Regions from separate parts of the Mus musculus genome. Here regions 2 and 3 are each linked to region 1. The links are chromatin contacts, called in public HiCAR-type and HiChIP or PLAC-seq maps. All regions are on one chromosome and are shown on one strand. The core of a region is the stretch at or near the end of the contact, and the rest is flanking DNA. Distances in the headings are between cores, read along the strand shown. Region 1 overlaps Meis2 (Meis homeobox 2). Region 2 has its middle 49 kb from the start of Gm31590. Region 3 holds the start of G630016G05Rik (RIKEN cDNA G630016G05 gene).

Region 1 (2,700 bases), core at 101-2,600:
AGTCATTAAAGTATGCGTGTGTGTGTGTGTGTGTGTGTGTGTGTGTGTGTGTGTGTGTACATAAAAGGGTGAAATTGTGTGCCCACCGCCACCAAATGTAGAGAGAAATGAAAAACAGCTTCAAAATATTTGTCATGGAAGCTTGATTTGAAGAATGGTAGGGCAATCAGAATAGGATTGGTTCTGATGCTCTGGGGAAAAAAAACCCCAGCCACATAAGTCTCAGTGGCATAAGTCAATAAGAGTTTTTTCCCTCTACACCAAAGTCAATAGAGAGTTGATGCTGCCTTTGGAGTCTTTGTCGAGCACATGCAAGCCAACAGATAGGCACCTACCTAAACAAGAATCCCCAAGATGGCGCCTGAGGAGAGTTAACCAGAGCTTTCATATCAGCCCCAAATCACATATACCAGTCTATCGTAACGATTCATTGGGAAATGCCAATTTGTGGGGACAACAACCTTAGAAATCGGGGGGGGGGGCATTGTCTTCCATGTGTACGAAAAAAAACAGGTGGGGGGTACCCAAAATAATGGGAAGCACTGGAAATACCTCCCAGTTGGCAGCGTGTTGTTGCAGGTGACCATAGTGGGATCGTATGCACAAAGAAAGAATGTGCTTTGATTAGGATTTTACATTCCTTGCCAAGTCAGGGTATGTTACATTTGGAAATATCACTTGGGGCCAGCTTGTGAAAAGCCTTAGGATGAAGGCCAAGACTCCATTTTATTGGTGACAGGGAGACACACAGGCTTTGGGAAGAGAATGGATCATTCACTGGTGTCTTGAGGAGCTGCTCATAGTGATTACTATAGTCCGGTTATACTCGGTCTAGAGGTATGAAGAGTTAACAAGGGTTCTTCAGGTGTCCTTGAGAAAATGTAAAGAGAAAATGCAAAGAACTTGACTAATTCATTTCTCCCCCTTCACAGGCCCCAGCTAAATAACCTTTTAGTACTCTCACTTTTTTCAACTAAAATCTCTTTAAAGAACTCATCAGTGATAGAAAAAAAAAATAACAGGCTGAATAATCACATACCACAGAAAACACTTGCTGGTGATATTCGTGAGCATTTCAAATGTGTTAAGCTATGTTAGGATCCTAGGGCTGATGCAGAGAACTCCAGCTATGTACCAGCGCAATGGGGATGATGGATGATTCTGGTTTATGACGATATTTGCCCACTATGAATAAATAAATAGCCACTATTTGTTATGCGATTAATTACTGTGTGTCAGGCGCCATGTCAGTGCCTGAGCCTTTTAGCATGACCCACAAGGCTCAGGGTGATCTGGTGCCAGCAACTCTGCAGCTCCATCCTTCTTAGCCCTTGTCTCACTCAGGCAGGACTCCGGGCTCCTTGCCATTGCTGCCTCCCAGCTGGCTCTGACTCCACTTGAGTCTGCTCAAATGTCACCTTCTCAAAGCGGTCTCCTTGTCCCACCCTCTATAAAACAGCAGCATCCCCCAGTCACTTTCTCAGTAGAATGCCTGTTTTTCTTCATAAAAGTCCCTGACGCCATATAGACTATATTCTCTGTTTTTAGCTTGCTGCTTATGTCCCTGGCTGGGATCTAAGATCCAGGAGGTCAAGGACGCATGTCTCCTGGAGTACTGCCTGACACTCAGAGACTGCTAATAAATGGCTAGTTTATACTGCATCAGCCCGGTGGGAAACTCACGTTTTAGAGGGATCCAAGAGCTTCTTCAGTTCACAGACAAGTCCTCCCCAGGGCCAGGAAGAAACCCAGGTCTCTCTATTTTCAGAGCACTATTAGATGCAGTACTTTTTGAGACTTTACACCAAGATCTAGGCAATTGCAAGTTAGTAGAAATATTTTTCTTTAAAAATGCAGGTGTCGTAACGAACATGGTGGTTTACGCTTGTCATTTCAGCATGTGGGAGACCAAAGAAGGAAGGTCACCATTTGTTCAGAGCTAACCTGGGCTATATGGTGAATTCTTGTCCAGCCTAGACCAAGAGTCAGTTCAAGCACACACAAACAACAACAAAAAAGTTTTTTTTTTTTTAAAAATTACAAGTCGAGAAATCAGATGTGAATGCTTTGAGACATTCCATGACATTAATGTGTTTCCTTAAGAATATGATCAATATTTTTGTCTAAAGAGGTGAATCTGCTGCCCCTCCTCCCTCCTTGTGGAACTAATTGAGGGTGATCTTGAAAAGTGGATTTGCTCACATGGGCCAATGTTTCTCCTGTGGAGTGGGCTGCGTCCCAAAGAATTAGCCCTCCTCAAAATGAATTATTAACCCCAGTATCCTGGCCAAATTCCCACTTGGATAGCCTAGAAACTGTTCAAAACTTGGAATCTATTGAAATGAGCCTGGCTTGATTGCCGTCTCGGCATTAATGGTGATATAATAGAGTTTCTCCAGAGATTTGCATGTATATTATTCTAGTGCATATAGGTTTGCTTTATCTCTTAATTTTTTAAATGTTCATCCCCTCATAAGATATGGCCTGAGTTTCTTTATAGGTTTTCAGATTTTTTTTTTAATTTTCCTACAGGAACAACTGTGAGTGCCTTTTTCCCAGGGCTTGCCAATCCTTTTTCCCACTTGAATGACTAGTTAGTCTCCTGGTCATTAGCACAGCATGTTGGAGACATTAGCCACAGAAGCTTCCAGCTCTCCAGCTTTCTGGCATAAGCGTTGCCTGGGTTAGAGGCAAGATGTG
Region 2 (2,700 bases), core at 52-2,551, 83 kb after region 1:
AGGTTTCTGCTTTGTAGGAAGGAGGAGGTACAAGGAGGGGGAGGGGAGCAGAACACAAAGACTATCTAGTTCTCACCGAGCAGGTTTCAAAATAGAACTTAATGGGAAGAAAGAATAAAAATAAGGAGGAGTGTGAGAATTGTGCATTACAACAAATTTACCAGTACACGAAGAATTTTTTTTCCTTTTGAGGATTTTGTTTTCTTCATATTGAAACATTTTCAAATTTTAATCCTTAGCAGACAAAACCTCAATATAAATATGACATGGGCCACTGGCAAAAAAAAAAAAAAGAAAAAAAAAAGAAAAAGAAAAAAGAAAAGAAAAAAGAAAGAAAGAAAAAGAAAAAAGAACTTAAACTCAGTGCCCAGAGGGGAGGGGCGCAGGGAGAAGAGAGGGCCCTTTCTGATTAATAACTAGCAGGGTAATGTTGAGGGCTTTTTCTGCCCGATTGCCTTTTTGAATTAGAGCCGATTTCTTCACACTTCAATAGTGCCTGTCTCCTTTAAAATGATTGGCAGATCTGTTTCTCTTTTTTCTCTCCCTGAGACTTAATGATGTAAATTTTCTAATTAGTTAAATCATATTGCTTAAAGGGCTAATATTTACCGTGTAAGAAATGATCATTCTGATTTGGACCTCTTGAAATATTTCGAGAAATAACATTTGGCTTTTAGGTTGAGGGATGGGGTGGGGGGAGGGGGGAGGCGCTAGTGGAGTGAGGGAAGGCACGGACCGGCAACATGTTAAATTAATAGTTCAAGTTGAGCTGGGCTCACACCCCAAGTCCGCTTTTATTTTTCAATCAGCGAAGATTTAATTGGCAGCCCTCGGGCCGGGCGATCTGATATTTTCTCATTAGTTTCCCATCACTAATCTTGAGTGGTAGGTTGTCTTACAGGTTGTCAACATTTGACCAATTTTATTTAAGGGGGGTGGGGGGTGGGATGGGGGCGCATTATGACTTCGGGATGTGAGACCTGCAAATAAATCCTGCTTGGATCAGCGGAACTAACAGGCGAAAAAAATGTTGACTATTCATCGTCGTTTCTAATAAGTTGCATTAATATATATTTCAAGAGGGTGTGATTATATGTGCTCTGTAAAGACACAGATGAAAAGAGGTCGGAGCTGCAGCACTAAACTAGTTGAAGTGAAACGTAGATACATTTCCAGCCGAAGGTAAATAAGCCGAGTGGAATCGTTGTTGAGGGTTTAGGAGGTACGATCCTCCTCCCCTTCCTCTTGCAGCTGCGTGAAACCGCCAAGCCTGTGTCACCGAGCTCTGAGCGGCTCCGCGGGCTGGTCCACAGATAACATCAGAGCGCCCCCTGCTGGCCTTCAGGGCAGACCGCGGCGGGACAGCCCCCCGCGAAGCCAACGGTGTTTTTCTGCGCCCCCCACCCTTCTCCACCTACCCTTTCCACTACTCTCACCCTCGTCCGCTGCAGCGAGGGAATAGCTTGTCATGGCTGAACATTTAAATGAATAAATTTTAAAAATAATAATAAAACAGGAAAGTACTCACACCTTTCACTTGGCCTCGGGGAATAAACGACCAAATGCCTAAGCAAAAGGATTCGTTTTCTAATCTCCTTATTCTGTAGGGGTTTGATCAAGTTTGCTTTTTCCCCCCTTGCAGATTTAACTTCCAAAGATATATTTTAATGGACAACCCTGAAGGCTTTTTATTATTATTGCTATTAAAAAATAGATATCTGATGAGGGGCAACAAGAAATGCCAAATAATATTTCTTGTACTTGTAAAAGCAAACTCCGGGGGGGGGGATTTCACAGGTTTATAAAAGTCTACAGGAATCGCTTTTGGAATTTAAGCAGTTCTCAATTTGAGGTAATTCCTTTTGCACACATCTTTGGGATCCCAGAGCATTCAAAATGTGTGTGTGTGTGTGTGTGTGTGTGTGTGTGTGTGTGTGTGTGTGTGTCTGTCTGTCTGTCTGTCTGTCTTAGTTGTCACAGTATCCATACACAAACAGGTCTTTTCCATGCCTGTGTTTTTCTTCCCTGACCCTGTTTTCTTGCTTTTGCTGAACGCGGACAGAGCGGCTGAAGCGCACCCCAATATCCTGCCGCCTCCGGAGTGTAAGCACTTCATCTCTCTGCACCGCAAGGTGCGCCGTTTGGTTTCAGAGAGTTGGGGTTTGGTGCACAGCGGCGTACTTCTAGCGTCCAGATTACTCTCTCCTGGGATTTCTGCACAGGGTAGAAGGCGCAAGCAAGCAGGTAACGCGACCCATCTCCATCGCCTCTGCCTCTGGGAGAAGACGCTGACAAAGCAGCCGTGTCAGAAGGGTCTCCCCGCCGCAGTTGGACCCCCCACATCAGACATGGCAATCTACCACGCGGAACGACTTTGGCTTCTCAGGGAGTTTTTGGTTTTTATTTTAAAGAATCAGATTGCGGGTTTTTCTGAGAGCAATTCTGAGGAACGAGGCTCTGGGGAAGGAAAGAACGGTGCATTTGGAAAAGGTGTGTCTTTCCTCCCCAGTGCTTCTAATTCTTGGATTGCGCAATCCATTCTCTACCCTGGCTCTTCTGCAGATTCCACTTTCACATCTCAGATCCCCACCCTCGTTTGTGGATGTTGGAGGTCTGGGTCAGGCACCCTGGGACCCCACAGAAAGGGGCGCTTCTAGGAAAAGGCAGTGGTGGGAGTTAACCCAGATCTTTTGGGCAGAA
Region 3 (2,700 bases), core at 112-2,611, 130 kb before region 1:
AGCAAAAATCTTACTGGCGATACTAAATAGCCAATGTTGAAATTAAGAACAATTAGAGGAATCAAAACTGAATGTAAACTCTGCCAACAGTGCTGGGCCGACAACTTGGATCCAGTATCATTCACAACTCTGTGAAGCAGAAAACGGTCTTCAGCCAGGCCAAATATTCTCTCATATTCTGTGTCTCTCCTTTCTGTGTCTGTCTCTGTGTGTGTCTCACCTCCCTCTCTCTCTTTCCCTCTCTTTTACCCTAGGAGGATAAACTGAGATTTAACTTCACCCCCTCCCAAAAAAAAAAATTCTGGAGGCCAACTTTTCCTTTTCTTTTTACTTACCTTTTCTTATCTGTCCACGAGTAATTCAGCATCAAATGAGACGGATATTTGTAATCTTGAAGTTCTTCTAGGGGGGAAAAAAGTGGTGGGGGAGGGGGAAAGGACCATATAGTCCTTCGGGTTCCAAACTGCTCTGCTGTCTTGGGCTTGAAGCGGAAAGAGAGGGAAACCCTTGGCTGGACTCTGCTCCCAGAAGGTCCCCGAGGCCGCCTTCCCTGCTTTGGCCACTGGAGCCAAACTCGCACGGGCTGCAACCCCTCTCCCGGCGCGCTCTCCGGGCCTCTGCCAGCCCCTCCACACTGTCTTTATATGTGAGGGCCGATTTCCCGCAGACATCATTGTTATGATGGCTCATTTAATCAAACTGTTTAATTGCTCTGGTAATCACTATCATCATCACAGGTGCTCAATCATTCATCATTTTTGGAGGGCTTTATTGACCTCCGGAGCTCATTCACCAGCCCTAGGAGAACGAGGCCAAATTTCCTCAGACTCCGCATGGAGTCTCGGCATGCAGTAGTTTTAGCTAGCTTGGGATGTTCAGAAGCTTGCTAGGAAACCAGGAAGATGCTAAATGGGAGAAAAACCTCTCTCTCTCTCTCTCTCTCTCTCTCTCTCTCTCTCTCTCTCTCTCTCTCCCTCCCTCCCTCCCTCCCTCTCCCTCTCCGTCTCCCTCTCCCTCTCTCTGTAAGTCCTCTCTCTCTCTCTCTCTCTCTCACACACACACACACACACACACACACACACACACACACACACACACACCACTCTACTATACCTAACCACTCCCATCCACCCCCGCCCCCATGAGAAAGTCCAGTCAAAGGCACCCTTGCAGGAGGCGCTGCTTTCTGTCACGGGATGGTTCAGAGTTGGGGAGGGAGGCCGCAGTTGAACAGCAAACCCTTACTCTGTTTGCTATTCTCTGGGCCTGGGGCCCGGAACCCAGGGCGAGGGTGAGAAGTTGGGGAGAGGGCGCGCTCCCAGTGCGTGGCTGGGTCGCGCTGCCAGCTGCCTGGTGGCGGCAGGGTGAACCCGGCTACGCGCGCCGGGTGACCAAAGCTCCGCCCCCAGCTCTCGTCTCTCGGTGATTGACGCGCAGCCGCGGGGAAACAGCAGAGCAGAGGTAAAGCCAGCTGGAACTCCGGCCAGGGATTGGGCGGGACCCCGGCCAGAACTAGTTTCTACCAAAACCTAGTCGGGTATTTACCTTTTTAACCCTACTCGCTTCCTTTTCCTTTTGGGAAAACTTTAGGAGCCAGTCCCATGGTCCCCATCCAGCGAAATCCTCCCGGTGTAATTAACTCAGCCTTTAGCCCTCTTTACAACCGCTGCGCCCAGGGCAACCACAACAAAGCTGGGCAGCCAGAGCCAGCCACTCCTCGCAAGCATCTTCTGTCTCACATGCTTTTTAATCTTTCTCCTCCGGTGCTTCCTAGATCCAAGATTCACTTTAGAGGCGCACAGCGGTCACGCGCACGCACGCACGCGCGCGTACACACACACACACACACACACACACACACACTTGTCTACATCGGTAAACAACAAACACCAAACAACTCCCTCTCCTCTAACTCCTACCCCACTAACTCCCGCCCTACTAACTCTCATCCTGCTTTCTCCCTCCAGATTGAGCCCAGGACCCCTAGACTCTCAATGGTGGTCTACACTGTCTGCAGCGCACCGAGGGACTATGCTCCGAGTTCAGCTGCTCATATCTTGTACTAGACAAAAATGAATATTGACAAAAAGGGCTCTGCATCTGCACGAGAAAGAAAGTACCACTTAACAACAACAACAACAACAACAACAACAAAAATCCTAGCCTGGCGGTGGTGCAGTTGGCGGAGCTTGCTGCTCTAGGTTGTAGTGGCAGAGTTCGGGACCTAGTAATCCGCCGGCAGAGGAAGGGGGCCGCGGAATTAAAACGAACAAAAGCTAGAGCGCCATGCCAAACATCCCCAACGCGACCCAGTTAGGCAGGAGCCAAGAGGAGTGGTGGGGAAATAAACGAGAAGTAAGTTGAAAATAAAAAGATCTGAGTCTGTACCGTACTTTCCCTGTGGCTTTCTGCAGTTTTCCTGTCTGCGCTCTCCCTGTCCTCTTCCACCTCTCTTCCTTCCCCCTCCAATCACGCGTGTTCTCTCTCTCTCTCTCTCTCTCTCTCTCTCTCTCTCTCTCTCTCTCTCTCTCTCTCTCTCCCTCTCTCTCCCTCTCCTGTCGCTCTCCCTCCTTCCCTCCCTTCCCCCTTTCCCCCTCCCTCATCCCCCCTCCCTCCCCTCTTCCTCTCCCTCCCGCGTCGTCCCCCTGGAGAAGCAGGCTTGCTGATTTGCTCCGGTCCTCTCCGCTCCAGCCTCCCCTT

The links. HiCAR-type assays count read pairs that join an accessible place to other places. HiChIP or PLAC-seq counts read pairs in DNA pulled down with a chosen protein or histone mark.
Region 2: a contact with region 1 is called in a HiCAR-type map of astrocytes, with 8 times the contacts expected there. The contact joins two enhancer-like sites. A contact is called at or near these places in 12 of 484 Hi-C or Micro-C datasets (cerebellar granule neurons, cerebral cortex, embryonic stem cells and 5 more), 2 of 115 datasets of contacts at active chromatin or transcription factors (astrocytes and cardiomyocytes) and 3 of 9 other capture datasets (adipose tissue, liver and pancreatic islet).
Region 3: an H3K4me3 HiChIP or PLAC-seq map of neural progenitor cells shows a contact between it and region 1, with 37 read pairs. The contact joins the promoter of G630016G05Rik here to the enhancer-like site in region 1. A contact is called at or near these places in 1 of 39 promoter capture datasets (liver), 6 of 484 Hi-C or Micro-C datasets (the HL-1 cell line, the N1E-115 cell line, astrocytes and 2 more), 15 of 115 datasets of contacts at active chromatin or transcription factors (astrocytes, embryonic forebrain, embryonic hindbrain and 10 more) and 4 of 9 other capture datasets (adipose tissue, embryonic trunk, liver and 1 more).

What each region holds. Positions count from the first base shown.
Region 1 is chr2:115,938,046-115,940,745 of GRCm38.p6, reverse strand. All of the region lies in intron 8 of Meis2 (Meis homeobox 2), which reads left to right. Among named protein-coding and RNA genes, the nearest start is that of Meis2, 130 kb to the left of the region's middle. Within about 2 kb of position 1,350, at least 23 of the 459 cell types and tissues checked have an H3K27ac peak or open chromatin away from gene starts, as enhancers often do. A contact at or near this core is called in astrocytes, cerebral cortex, forebrain and 1 more, where this site is marked.
Region 2 is chr2:115,854,597-115,857,296 of GRCm38.p6, reverse strand. No RefSeq gene overlaps it. Among named protein-coding and RNA genes, the nearest start is that of Gm31590, 49 kb to the right of the region's middle. Within about 2 kb of position 1,301, at least 44 of the 459 cell types and tissues checked have an H3K27ac peak or open chromatin away from gene starts, as enhancers often do. A contact at or near this core is called in astrocytes, cerebral cortex and forebrain, where this site is marked.
Region 3 is chr2:116,065,886-116,068,585 of GRCm38.p6, reverse strand. G630016G05Rik (RIKEN cDNA G630016G05 gene) reads right to left here and starts at 1,361. Exons shown (of 5, transcript NR_153841.1): 1 at 1,246-1,361; 2 at 336-402. It also overlaps a transcript of Meis2 not described here.